Regions from separate parts of the Sus scrofa genome. Here region 2 is linked to region 1. The links are chromatin contacts, called in public Hi-C maps. All regions are on one chromosome and are shown on one strand. The core of a region is the stretch at or near the end of the contact, and the rest is flanking DNA. Distances in the headings are between cores, read along the strand shown.

The links. Hi-C and Micro-C count contacts between places; a contact is called where the count stands out from the background.
Region 2: a contact with region 1 is called in a Hi-C map of liver, with 2.8 times the contacts expected there. The contact joins the promoter of CDR2L here to the promoter of KCTD2 in region 1. A contact is called at or near these places in 1 of 5 promoter capture datasets (liver), 16 of 47 Hi-C or Micro-C datasets (brain, embryonic fibroblasts, epiblast stem cells and 8 more) and 1 of 2 datasets of contacts at active chromatin or transcription factors (skeletal muscle).

What each region holds. Positions count from the first base shown.
Region 1 is chr12:6,239,454-6,242,946 of Sscrofa11.1, reverse strand. KCTD2 (BTB/POZ domain-containing protein KCTD2) reads left to right here and starts at 1,584. Exons shown (of 6, transcript XM_021066666.1): 1 at 1,584-1,993. The coding sequence starts at 1,655. It also overlaps a transcript of ATP5H not described here.
Region 2 is chr12:6,280,931-6,284,423 of Sscrofa11.1, reverse strand. It overlaps CDR2L (cerebellar degeneration-related protein 2-like), which reads left to right and starts at 1,953. Exons shown (of 5, transcript XM_003482949.4): 1 at 1,953-2,464. The coding sequence starts at 2,386.

The DNA.
Region 1 (3,493 bases), core at 335-2,834:
AACGTGACACATTTTAACAAAGCGTAGTTAAATAGAGCAGACTCTTGACCAGAATTTCCTCATCTGAAAAATGAGAATAGCTCTGCTTACCTAGGAAGGGTGTTAAAAAGTTACCAAATGTAATTTGCACATCAATTTCCTCTACAATCTTTTTCTTTCTTTTTTTTAGGGCCGCACTTGTGGCACATGGAAGTTCCTGGGCTAGGGGGTCAAAGCTGCAGCCAGCCACAGCCACAGCAAAGCTGGATCCAAGCCACCATGTGCGACTTAGGCCACAGCTTGTGGCAATACCAGTCCGTAACCTACTGAAGAATGCCAGGGATTGAACCCGCATTCTCACGGAGAGGGCAGGCTATTAACCTGCTGAGGCACAAAGGGAACTCCGGCTCTACAATCTTATACAAACTTAAGGGGCTCTCTACCCGCTATTCATGTCTTATCATCCCCTGCAGCATTAGCACATACCCTGAGTATACTAGCAATACCCTTAAAAGAGGTATACAATACACGTGTGAATATGAGAGAAGATGGAAATGCATCACTGCCATTTCTTTTTTAAACAAAGACAGAATATGAGAAAATAGACATTAGGAAACAGATTGAAATATCAAAGGTCTTTACAAGCTATAGAGGGAGTCGCAAAGGAGATGGAAGAAATCTTCCCCAGGATCTTAAAAAAAAAAAAAAACCATTCGTCCAATACCTGCTGCTTCCTTTTGCTCTCAGGATAGCTAATGTTACCCAGAGGGGAGGGGAGGGACAGCTGACTTTTAAATACGCCAAACAAGTGCCCTCACAGAGACTATTCCAAGCACCAGCAGAAAGTAGGCTTCATAAATAAAGGGACTGTTGTCTTTTATTTACTACGGAATCCCCAGCGCCTAGAACAGATATTGCACACAGGAGGTGCTCAGTGAATATCTGTTGAACGGATAAACGAACCCTGCACTTGAGAGGCTCTGAAAGCTTCACACCCTCGAATGCTGGAACCCTAGTGTCACCCAGCAAGCTAAAACTATCTCCGAGAAACGTTTCCTCACCCTCCAAACCAGACTACTGAAGTCGGTCGCGCTGGGGCGGGCTAGACGAGACAAGGTTAGTAGAGGCGCCTAAGTCAAAGGCAGCAGGTCACAGAATGGTCCCTGCGACCTAGCGCTCGGGGGGAAGGGAGAGAAGGGGAGCGTGGAACAGCTGGGACACTGCCAGAGGGGAAACCGCAGGGCCCGGTGTCCTCGGCAAGGGTGCAACAAGGATCAGGCCCAGGTTTGGAGTCAGCAGGGCAGAAGAACCTGCAAGGGTCGCGACCAAGGGCCCCAAACCCCACTCACCTTCACCGACTCCGGAGGCCCTCAGTCCAAGGCAGCAAGGAACGGAAGTGGATCACCGGAAGGCCTCACCTCAGCCAATCCCAAAGCTAAAGGGACGGGCCTTGTTTCCCAAGACAGCCAATAGAGATGACGGCTACTTCCGGAAATCCCGCCCCCGGAGGCGGCCGCAGCGCCTCCACAGCACGGGTCCCCGGGCGCTGGTTGGGGGCGCTCCAGTCCCTCTCCCCCGGCCCCACCCCCGCCGATGGGCCGGCCCGGCTCTCCCTGCCGAGAGATGGGCCGGCCCGGCGGCGGGCGGGCAGCGGCGGCGGCGGCGGCGGCCCAAGATGGCGGAGCTGCAGCTGGACCCGGCGATGGCCGGGCTGGGAGGGGGTGGCGGGAGCGGGCTGGGAGATGGGGGTGGCCCGGGCCGCGGGCCCCCCAGCCCTCGCCCCGCTGGCTCCACACCCCGCGGACACGGCCGCCCGCCCACCGCCGCCGCGCAGCCACTGGAGCCGGGTCCCGGACCGCCCGAGCGGGCAGGGGGCGGCGGCGCGGCCCGCTGGGTCCGGCTGAACGTGGGCGGCACCTACTTCGTGACCACCAGGCAGACCCTAGGCCGGGAGCCCAAGTCCTTTCTCTGCCGCCTCTGCTGCCAGGAGGACCCGGAGCTGGACTCAGACAAGGTGCGCCCCGCCCTCGGGCGCGCCCCCGGCCTTCGAACCCCTTCGTTCCTCCTAGGCTGGTCCCCAGATTGCTGCGCCACTCTTCTCACTGGCGGGTTCCTCGGGCCGGGACACCCTTCCCACCTCTTTCCCCGTCAAGCTAACGCCAGGGGCTCTTCTCCATCCTCAGGCGCAGGCAGCCTTTCTCTCCTACCCCGCCCTTCGTTCTCAGCGCCTCCTACCCCACACTGTGCCCACTCTCACCCACGAGAATCCACTCCACACCCCTCCTCCGAATTCCTCTTTGCACCTCATCCCAGCCCCTCAGGTGTGCGTGAGTTTTTCCCTGGCTCCTCTTCAGCCCCTCACCGCCTGTGGCAGATGCATCCAGAACTGGGTCAGGATGAGCTAAGGCATCTTTGTAGCTTTCTCAGACTTCCTCTCGGACCCCTGTGCCAAGTTGGGTGAAGCCTGGGTCTGACGATGACAGCTGCAGGAAGTGCTTCTCGTGATATTACACATCTTTTCTGTGATCCTGGTCCCTGAGCTCGTATCTGGTAACTGTCACTGTTTCAGATCCATATTTGAGATCATATACATTCCTTGGAAAGAGGTTACCATTTGCCAGTGCAAATCTAAGCTGACCGGCTAAGACTAGTGAAAATGAAACCCAAAGAGTGCCATTGGGCAAAAGATGCGTGGCTGCTAACCAAAGAGTTGAGAGTGACAAGACACTTAACCCATTTTCAGTTTCAGCCGTTTGAATTTCTTTTTAACTTTATACGTTCATCTTTTAATTTCCAATTTATGGGCATTGACCATTACTTCACTGCCTTATAGCCCAGGTAGCACTCAGGTGTTCCTTTGCAACAAAGCTGGGGTTGGATAAACATTGGTCGATTTCATTTATTCATCTCCTGCTTCTCCAGTAATAAATCTCAGATTGAAGACCGGTCCTGCCCTAACTTTAAAGAGTTTCCAAAATCTTGCTCAGAAAAGAATTATTTTTATCTGCCCCCAGATTTTCCTCGTTGCAGTAGCAGCCAGTTTCTTCTTGTTCCCTTTACTGTAAAGATGAGTAGGATTAAAACTGCTCAGAGCCAAGTCCTGGCAGTGCCAAGCTTCCTCTGGGCACAGAGCTAGGATGTGTGAGTTACAGCTGCCAATGCACACTCCCACTGATGTTGGCCCTGAGCTCAGGAGCAATGCCAACTAAACAGAGGTTTTCTTGGAATTAGGAATGTGACTCGGGGACAATAGAGAAGTCAGTATGTCCATCTCACGCAAAAAATTTTGGTCCTGCAACCATAGCATTTTCTTCTTCTGTTTCTTAGTAACAAACGTTCCAAAGGAAGAATGTTGGTAATTGTTTCTGAGGGAAGATTTTAAAATTTCCAGCTAAAGCCTGGATGATGAATATCACTGTACATCTGTAACACCCTCCCTGGAATGACCTTAAAGTCGGAGATGCATAAAGCTAGCCTTCTTGCCGATGGTTTGTGATAACCAACGAGCAGAACT
Region 2 (3,493 bases), core at 704-3,203, 41 kb before region 1:
CCTTTGGAGCTGGATGTTTTCAGACATGGGTGTCATCTAAGTCATTGTTGAAAGCATCCTTAGCTGCAGGGGTTGGAGGTGAATTTTCAGGTTGAGAGGTTGCCTTTCATTGCTAGCATCCTCACTGCTCAAGCCCAGCCCCACACCCTCTGCCCTTGTTCTCTGGGGACTCCCTAAACTCCCTGGGTGGGAGGAGCCCTGGCTCCATTTCCACAGGGCTGCAGAAGGAAGAAATGAACACATGGGAGGAGGTTGGCAGTTTGGGAATGCCGACCAGATCCCTCTGGAACTCAGCCTCCCAACCTGCTTGTCCCTTAGACTCGTTTTGCCCCCATCTCAATGGCATCGCCACCATCCAGTGACTGAAGCCAGACGTCCAAGTCATCACTCTGATTCTGCAGTCAATTCATCTGCACATCTCAGTTTTACACCTTGAGCACTCTTCATCTGGCTCCACCTCCACTGCCACCAGCCTTGCCCATCCCACTTTTCTTCTCTTGTAGATGACCGCAAAGCCTCTGAACTGGTCTTCTTGCTTCCACTCTTGCTCCCCTCCAATCTGTGCTCCAAAATTGCCAGTGATATTTCACAACTGAAATATTGGTTCTCTTTGTCTATTTGGGTACACCCCCCCAAAAAAAAATCCCCTTCCCATGGCCCTAACTCCAATTCATCTCTCTTCTATTCACTCCACTCCAGCCCCACTGGGCTTCCATCAGTTCCTTATATGTGTTAAGCTCTTTCTGTCTTAGAACCTTTGACCTTGCTGTCACCTATGCCTAGAACACACTCTGCCCTCAGAGCTTGGCAGGACTGGCACCTTTTTGTATCAGCTTAGTTGTCACTCTCAAGGGAGGGCTTTCCTGAACCTTCCCCCAAACTTTCTTGCAGAACCCTGTTAATTTCCTTCATAGCACAAGTTGCAGGTTGTAATAGTTTGTTTATTTATCTCCATCAGAAAGAAAGCTACATGAGGGCAGAAACTGCCTGCATGTCAGCTATGGGGTGTTTTCCTTTTCTTCTTAAGTAAACTATTTTATTAAAATATAACATATTGGAGTTCCCATTGTGGCTTAACAGGTCGAGGACCCAACATAGTGTCTCGAGGATGCTGGTTGGACCACATCCCAACCCAACCTCTCCCTCAGCCAACCTTGCCTCCTCACTTTCTCTACAGGTGTTGACCCTTCTGAATAAGTTCAACACCCTGTCACATGTTTATTGGATCATTCTGGCCATGGGAGAAGTGCTTGGTCAAGTCTTTTACCCACTTTTCTACTGTGCTATCTTTCTTTTTCTTGTGGATTTGCAAGTGTTCTTTGTATATTCTGAATACAAGTCCTTTGTCGGATGTATTGGCCACATATATTCAGACTTAGTTATACTCAGGGTGCTTCAACAGTGCCAGCACAGGGTGGGTCCTAATGAGTTACATGTATGCCTGAGCCTGTAAACTCCTATGCTCGGATAGGTGAAACTGTATATGGTTTAATGGCTGTAACTGGATTCAGGATATGGGTTCCAAAGAGAGGGAAACAGGACCTTAAAGGGAAAGGCCCAGAATGCAGGTTACACTCAAAGTTCACTACTCCTGGCCTGATGTTTCAGGCCGCAGACATTCAAACATAATTTCTTAAAGGTAATTGTAAACTAATTTTCATTCATTCTAAGTGTCCATAGAAGGTAACAAATAGATGCTGAAGAGCCAGTTGTGAACAAAAGAGAAGATCATCGCTTTCAGGAGATCGACGAAGAGAGAGAGACGATAGGTAAACAAAATAAAAAGATTTCAGACATTGAGATGTAAACTGGAGTCCGACTTGAAGGGAAGGTGGGGTTGGTTCAGCAACCGCCAGACCAGGACGCCAGGGAGATCCCACCCTCGGGCCCGCCTCTAGCTTTGCATATGTCTCCTGATTGGTCAGAGGCAGCTGGCTCCACCCCGCGGAGCGGGGTGCTTGGGAAGCGCGGGGCCAACCCCGCCAAGATGCAGCGGAGGCTCTGGGTGTCGCCGGGTGGTCCCGGGGCAGCGCAGGCCGGAGCGGGGCAGGGGGCGCCCGCCTCGGCGCCCGCGAAATCCTAGCTCCCCAGACCTGTCGGCGTGCCTGGGCCTTCCTTGCCGCCGCCCGCCCTCCGTCCCCGCCCCTCCACCCTTTGTGCGGCCGCCGCCCGGTGCCCCCAGCTCCGCAGGACCCCGACCGGGCCGGATCGCGGCGGCGCGCCAACGGTCTGCGGCCGATGGCGAGGGGGCGCGGCGCGGGCGGGGGCGCTGCAGCCCGAGTTCGCGACGCGGGAGGCTCGGCCCGCCTCCGCTGCATTGTCCCGGGCCCTGCGCCCCGGCCCTGAGTAGCACCGCCGCAGCGCCCGCCTGCCGCCTGCGGGGCCATGCGGAGGGCTGCCAGGATGGAAGACTTCACTGCAGAGGAAGAGGAGCCCTGGTACGACCAGCAGGACCTGGAGCAGGGTGAGCGCAGGGGGCGGCAAATCGGGGAGCGCCCCGCGACCCCTGTCCGCTTCTCCATTGTTGGGAAGTAACACCCCGGGGAGGGCTGATCTGCACCCGGCGCGGCAGACTCGGAGGGGTGATGCGTCTGGAGAATGCGAACGTGGAGAGAGGGAGCGCTGCCCGGGAGGACTCGAACCGGACCGGTGGAGACCTGCAAAAGTGGAGGGAGCGGTCTTCCTCTTTCCCGGAACAACAGGGGCATATTTCACCTAGATTGCCTCCTCTGTCTTAGAGGCAAGAACTGCCCAGGCGCCCCGGGCATATTGGGGAGGGCCTGAGAGTCCTGGCTGGAAGTCTTTGGAGGCCAGGAGGTGGCTCCTTGGTTCTATTTTGCGGAGAGGGGTTTTGTGTGGGAGGTGTGTGTGGGTGCGCGCGCGGGTGTGTGTGCGGGGGGAAGTTATCCCATTCCAAATCCAGCGGCTCCCTTCCCTGCCCAGGACTCCTGAGCTCTAAGACTCCTAGAAAGTTTCCCCAACTCCCTTCCTCTCTACCCAGAGAGAGAATGGGGGTGCGGTACTTTGCCTGTGGAGAAGCAGAGACGGTCAGGAGTCCGATCTGCCTTGGAAGGGAGGAGTCCCCCGGCCCTTCCTCTCCCAAATGGCGCAAGGTTTGGGGGGGGGCAGGTTTGGGAATTCTGAGCAATACCCCAGATCACAGCCTGAGTAAAGAGGGAGCCACCTTCCCTTCTTTCCCATCTGAGGGCAAAGAGGGTGACTGGAAGGGGGTTAGAAGCTGGTGATGAGGTGGCCGAGGTGACATCACTCTGAGTAGGGGGCGGGGCTGTCAGGACAGGAAGGAGGAGGAGGCCTAAGAGGGTCAGGGCCAAGGCCTGCTGGAGCACTGCCGCACCCACCTTCTCCTCCCCAGAACGCCTCATATTGGATGATCAGAGGTGGAGGGGCTGGGAACATGTTCTAGGAGTGACCACAGTCACTCAGCAAGCCGGTGGGTATGGACACAGTCTGGTTCAGCGTGTGCCAACACCCT